Regions from separate parts of the Capra hircus genome. Here region 1 is linked to region 2. A link is a contact called in public Hi-C data. All regions are on one chromosome and are shown on one strand. Each heading gives the region's core, a stretch centred on a gene start, on an enhancer-like site or on the middle of the called end of the contact. The rest is flanking DNA. Distances are from core to core; before and after follow the strand shown.

Region 1 (3,231 bases), core at 604-3,103, 270 kb after region 2:
TTTGTAAGAGCTCTTTATATATCTGGATAAGGGACACCTTTGTTGGATACATATATATTGCAAATGCCTTTTCACTCACTTAATGGTGTCTTTTGAGGAAGAGATTCTGAAATGTGTTCGATTTAGCAGTCGGGATTTGGAAACAATTTTTTGCAACTGACAACAACTAGATTAAGCAGTAGAAATATAAATTTCTCAGGTCAGTACATAGGCTCTCTAACCAAAGTTGCACATTCTTCCTTTGGAATGTTAGTTCTGAAATAACATTTTATTTTTAAATAATTGAAAATTCCATTACATTACAAACTACAGAAATACACTTAACAATATTTAATTCTGCCGCTTGGTGGTGCCATGGAAAACTAATAATAATAATTTTAAAAATTCTGCAAGTTTGCTGGATAGTAGGGCTTGGCTGTTAGTCAACTGAAAAGTATAAACAACATTTTTAAAAGTTTGTAATCCTTTCCTTACATTACAGTGGCTGAAAAGTGCATATACCAGCTCATGCTTTCACTTTAAAATTCCAGGCATACTCATAGTCGAATGTCAAAAAGGAAAATAGGAGGTGTTTTTTTAATCATGGAAAATAACAAACGTTTTAAAATAACAATATAACTAACATCCCTTTCCCTATTACCTGGATAATAAACGTTAACTTCCAGTCACATTCACTTCAAAAAATTAAATAAAAATAAAATGTATGCTTCTTTGTTCTTTTTCATTCCCCTTTCTTCGTTTTCTCACTAGAGGCAATCACAAGCCAGAATTAGATGTGTATCCTTCCAGTTCTTGTTTCTCTATTTTTAGTACATGTTCATGTGTCCATGAGCAGCACAAATGTTGCTTTATATTCTTCAAATGTATCTTTTCATGCTCTAGTATACTGCAATTTGCTTTTTACATTTAACAGTGTTTTGTCACGTTGATAGACACAGATTCATTAGTTTTGTTAAACCGCAATGCTTTAATTTATGGCAAGCAAGTATCCTAAATTATTTATTCCTCTATGAACATTTCACTGTTGCAATAAATGCAATGCTTAGAATATCTAACATATAATACGTCCTCAAAACATATTTAATGAGCAAAGAGGCATAAAGTATTTCAGGCAGACTACTATTTGCTTCAATTGTCCAGTTACATGTCGTTAACGTCCACCCTATATGCATGCGTGGCAGGGATCATTCCCTGAAATTTCCTAAAAGCTTTTTACCCAATTCTCTGAGAAAACGCTCTGATGCAGTGCCAGTATGGAGGCAGGGCTGGGCTGGTGGAATGGGTAGAGAATGGATACAAAGACATCCCAACGTCAAAATGTAAGACAAAGAGGTTTGTCTGGGGCATAACAGGGTGACAGCAGCGCGCGTTATAAAAGTGGGGGAAAGTTTACAATGCAGGCCATGTCCGGTGCTACCATATCCGGATAGCAGGGAGTGGAATACAGAGGTCTTTCTCTCCGAGCACCTTCTGAAAGATGTAACCATCAAACGACAGACGGTTGCCATGGGAACCAGTGGGGGAGGACGGTGTGTTCGACCAGAATTCTTCATGCGCTTAGAATGTTTCTTCTTCCGGTCCTCGATTCTTCGCACCACCGCCCCTCTCCGTCGTCCCCCGCCCATTCTGTGGGCTCTTATCATTTTCTTCCCCTTTTAACGCTCTCCTTCCCTGTTCTGGGTCGCCATCTTGGGCCATGCGTCAAGATGGCGCCCCCTGCTCCAGCCAGAGGCAGAGCCCAGGAGGGCCAGCGATCCTGCGCGCGTACGTGCTCGGGCGCGGGAGGGTGGGGCGGTGATGTCAGACGTCGCCCCGCCCCCGGTGGTCGCTCCACCCCTGGCCCCACTCCTCCTTCCTCTCACCCGGCGAACCCGGAAGTGGAGGAGGAGGCGCGGCGGCGGTGGCAGAGCGGCAGGAGCTGGTGGATCCACACCCGGCAGCGTGTCTGGGGTTGGGGGCGGGGGGTGGGGCTGAGTGGCCTGGGCAGTCTGGCCTGGACAGGGCGGGGGAGGCCATGGCCTCGGCAGAGTTGCAGGGGAAGTACCAGAAGCTGGCTCAGGAGTACTCTAAGGTACCCGTCGTATGCGGGGAGTAGGGGGTCCCCGGTCCTGCGGCCGCGGGTTGCCTTGGCAGCGACTTGTCCGGACAGAGGGAGAAGGCGGAGGGGGCACGCGAGCGCGCCCCTCCTGTCTCCGCCTTCTGTATCCACCATTACCGCGCTTCCACCTGCAGTTCCCAGGAGATGGGGCCGGGCGGTGTCTGGTCGGTGTGCGGTTCTGCGGGAAGGAGCAGGAGTTTGATTCTTCCTTCTCATTGAACTAGCGGGCTTGGAGAGGGATGTCAGAAATCCTGGCTTCCGCTTCTGGTGCTGGTCGGGAGGGGCAGGGAAAGGTGAGGACCATCGCTTTCCTGCCGCTTCCTCAATTTCCCAGCCTGGCGATGGGAAGGATCAAGCTTTCTCCTTTCCCACAGGGATGATATGAGGATAAAGAGATTTATCTGCCTCCCACCCCCCCCCCCACACCCCCGCAATTAAATTAAAGTGTGAATAGAGTCATGCGTGTAAAGTACTTCACCAGAAATAGGTGGTTACGAATGGATTCAGTGCTTTGGAAAGACGTTGTCTGAAAATGATTTTGAAAGCTGGAGTGCTAGGGCTATGTCCTTTTCTCTCTTTTTCTTGGGTCACCTGGAGTGGGGCAGAGCACCCAGAAGATGCTCAAGACATGTTGAATTAAGCAAAATACTGACCTTTCCCTTTGTCATATTTATGGCATCAGTCTTTTAACTGGTGGGACCGTTTTCTTGGAAAAGGACGGTGCTGCTTTTCTGTGTAGTGTGGTTCTGCCTCAAGAATATTCTAGGGAAGTTCTAAAAGCAGAATCTTGCATCTTTGGAAATAGATTCAGTAGTCATTAAATTTGGTTTTCAGTGATCTTGGCATTCGAGAGAGCATGGGGAAGCTTAGACTCCTTTTTACTTTGGAGAAACTGAGACACACTTTAAAAAATTTCATATAATGGATATGCAGCAATGTGAAATGCATTGTTTTGTGAAAAATAAAACCTGTGCCTAAACATACACACTTAAGTCTTAAGAATCACATGGAAGCCTTTTGAGATACTATTATTCCAGTGGTGCTACTATTGGCAAGGGCTTCCCCAGTAGCTCAGAAGGTAAAGAATCCACCTGCAATGTGGGAGGCCTGGGTTGGAAGATCTCCTGGAGGAG
Region 2 (3,397 bases), core at 220-2,719:
CCATCTACTGGCATCTATGACACTTTGGAGTAAGACAGTAATCATCTAGGAAGAAATTACTACCGTTGACTCATCAATCCATGAACTTGCCACTAATTACAGTGCCTCAGTTTCCCTATTTTATAAAATGAAGTTGTCACCTGCCTGCCTCTCTGGAGTGTTTGGAAAACCCAAGGAGATAATAACCTGAGTGTTTTTAAAAAACAGAATACAAATGCTGAATAATAATAATAACAGGGAGTCTTTAATAACAGGGGTCCTTTAACAATACTCATCAAGCATAATGACATTACTAACCAGTAGGAACAGGACTCTGTCTTGCTAATCATTAGTTTGTATCATGGGAAATTGGTGGGGGATTGGCATCTCCTTCAGGTTGGTTTTGGCGCCTCCGGAGGCAGAGCCCTTAGGAAAGCTGGTCTCTCCAGCCAACACGAATGCCTTTAGAAAGACATCGTGCATGCAGGTGAGCAAGGAGGGGACAGGCGCCTCAGAGTTCAACTCCTTGTCCACGGATTTAAAATTTTCCATTCCTAGGTGGTTGGGGGAAAGAAGGAACAGTACTTTTGAGACCTAAAAAAGTTACAGGCGGGCTGGTCTGGCCGATGGGCCACAGTGGCCACCCAATCCTGCCACAAGATGGCGACAATCCAGCTGGAAACACCTGCCCGGGCCGGCCCTGTGGGTTTCCAGGCGGGGAAGGGCTTCCTGCCTCAGACACAAAGAAGGGATCCTTGGAGCTGGGAAAGGGGCGTTTGGGCGCTCGCAGAGCGGGGATTGGGAGTCTTTGCCGCGAGAAAGTATGCCCGGGGAAGTAGGGCGGCTACCTTCTTACTCTCATAGGTTTCAACTTTACAGGACTTGAAAAGCTCGAGGGGAATTTATGCAAAAAGCACCCGAGAAATTCCAGGTTTGACCCCCTCCATCTGCCTAGAGGACCGTCCAGATGCTTCCCGTACCGGCGACATTCCCGGGATTCCGGCAGGGGGAGCGGGTGCTTCCCCGGGCGGGGCGCGTTCAGCCTGGCCCGGGACCCGCTGGGAGAGAGGCTGGGACCCGGCGCGCCCCGTCCCTGGAGCCCCGGTGCTTTGAGGCGTGAGACTTCAGACTTGAGCCCCCGCGAGGGATGCGCTTGTTGTTGTTATTGTTTAGACGTGCTCCTAAGCTCCAAATCCGGGCAGCAGCCACAAAAGGCGCCCCCCCTCTTTCGCGGCACATTTTGCCTGGGAAAAGGTCTGCGGGGCTTCCGGGGGTTGACGGCGGGGGTTCTCTTTGTTTTCTTTTCTTTTGTTTTGTTTTGAATGCAAGGAACCGCCACACCCGCGTTTGTCTCAGTCGGGAGTAAACTTGCTTTGAAACGTAGAGCTGTTAGAAAACACACAGATTCCCATCTCCTAGTGGCCCTGAGGTACCCTATGCTGTGTATGAGGGCTGCCGAAACTGGACCTGGCCAGCCTGGCTTCCACTTCCAATCTTTAGCCTGACTGAGGGAGCCGCAGGCAGATCCCTGTTCCTCCAGTCCGGGGGTTGGCCAGCGCTGGGAAGCAGAAGGGGAAGCCCAGAACAATGGGGTCACTGGCCTCAATTGGCCATTTATCTGCCCACCCTTCTGGGGTCTGGGGTGAAAGAGAGCTTTGATTGAATTTGTGCCACAAACAATTGATTGCCTTATTTAAGCCTATTTACCGTGTTTAAACGGCAATGGCACCCCACTCCAATACTCTTGCCTGGAAAATCCCATGGACGGAGGGGTCTGGTAGGCTGCAGTCCATGGGGTCGCTAAGAGTCGGACAGGACTGAGCGACTTCACTTTCACTTTTCACTTTCATGCATTGGATAAGGAAATGGCAACCCACTCCAGTGTTCTTGCCTGGAGAATCCCAGGGACAGGGGAGCCTGGTGGGCTGCCATCTCTGGGGTCGCACAGAGTCGGACACGACTGAAGCAACTTAGCAGTAGTAGCAGCAGCAAACCAAGGTTGTGTACTCCTCTGTCCATAGAATTCTCCAGGCGAGACTCCAGGCAAGAATATTGGAGTGGGTAGTCATTCCCTTCTCCAAGAGATCTTCCAGACCCAGGGATCAAATCTGGGTTTCCTCCTGCATTTCAGGCAGATTCTTTACATTCTGAGCCGCCAGGGAAGCCCATTTAAGCCTTATACACTATTATTATCTTCATTTTACAGAGGAGGAAACCAAGGTTTAGAGATGTTGAGTGATTTGTTTGCCCAAGGCCACACAAGTCTTAAAGAGTGGGGCTGGGATTTGAATACAGATCCTTTCTGCTAAGCATCAGGTTGTAGTACCTCCTTCGGGTAGCTCCCACAGCAGCACTGGGAGACAACAGGGTCAAGTATAAAGACATACATGATGCTGTGATGGTGCTTACATCTTCTTGCCTTTAAATGTGTGCTGGGCTAGTCTGGCCTGTGTCTTTCCTTCCTTCCACAATCACTTGTGTGTGTCGCTTCGTCGCTCAGTCGTGTCTAACTCGTTACCCATGGACTGTAGCTCACCAGGCTTCTCTGTTCCTGTGCTTCTCCAGGCAAGAATACTGGAATTGGTTGCCATTTCCCTTCTCCAGGTAAATTCAGATAGTAAAGAATCCCGCAATGCCGGAGACCTGGGTTTGATCCCTGGGTTGGGAAGATCCCCTAGAGAAGGGAATGGCTACCCACTGCAGTATTCTTGCCTGGAGAATTCCATGGACGGAAGTCTGGCCGGCTACAGTCCATGGGTCGCAAAGAGCCGGACATAACTGAGGGACTTTCACTTTCACTTTCTTGAGGGGATTTTCCAGACCCAAGGATTGAACCAAGGTCTCCTGCTGTGAAGGCAGATTCTTTACCTTCTGAGCTAGCAGGGACGCCCCTGCAATTGCTTACTGAGTGCATATTGTACACCAAGGATTGCCTAGGCATTGAAATATCACAGGGAACAAGACAGATGACACTACGTAACCTTTGCTAAGTCCCTTAATGTTCTAGTTTTTAAGCTATTGTCTCTCACCCCAAACCATCTGCTATATGTGACTTTAAAATACTACAGCTGGGGACTCTGCAAACCACAGTTCTTCTTTGCTGCTCCTTTCTGTTAAGCTCTGCCAATAGGGGTGCTGGAGGGAGATTCAAGGCAGGAGGGCAAGGAAGGCCTTCTGTTGGCTTGCTATCCCTATCGTTTTCACCCCAGCATCACTGGTAGGTTGTGGCCTCCATGTTCCTTTAGTATCTCTATACCATTATCATTGTGCCTCAGCTGTATGCGCACCAAGGGTGCAGCCACCCATCTGCAGACTGAGCCTGGGCTCTGGGGACCCCTCCTCTGACATCCTAGGTTTTTATAATCCAGTCTTTTTCCTTTGTTTCCTGGTCCTGGGATGGTAACTGGGTAGTCCAGGT

What was found. Hi-C and Micro-C count contacts between places; a contact is called where the count stands out from the background.
Region 1: a Hi-C map of blood shows a contact between it and region 2, with 6 times the contacts expected there. The contact joins the promoter of PPP1R21 here to the enhancer-like site in region 2. A contact is called at or near these places in 3 of 5 Hi-C or Micro-C datasets (blood and liver).

Annotation. Positions count from the first base shown.
Region 1 is chr11:30,326,518-30,329,748 of ARS1.2, forward strand. It overlaps PPP1R21 (protein phosphatase 1 regulatory subunit 21), which reads left to right and starts at 1,854. Exons shown (of 22, transcript XM_018055207.1): 1 at 1,854-2,071. The coding sequence starts at 2,015.
Region 2 is chr11:30,059,187-30,062,583 of ARS1.2, forward strand. No RefSeq gene overlaps it. Among named protein-coding and RNA genes, the nearest start is that of FOXN2, 170 kb to the right of the region's middle. Within about 2 kb of position 1,470, at least 4 of the 5 cell types and tissues checked have an H3K27ac peak or open chromatin away from gene starts, as enhancers often do.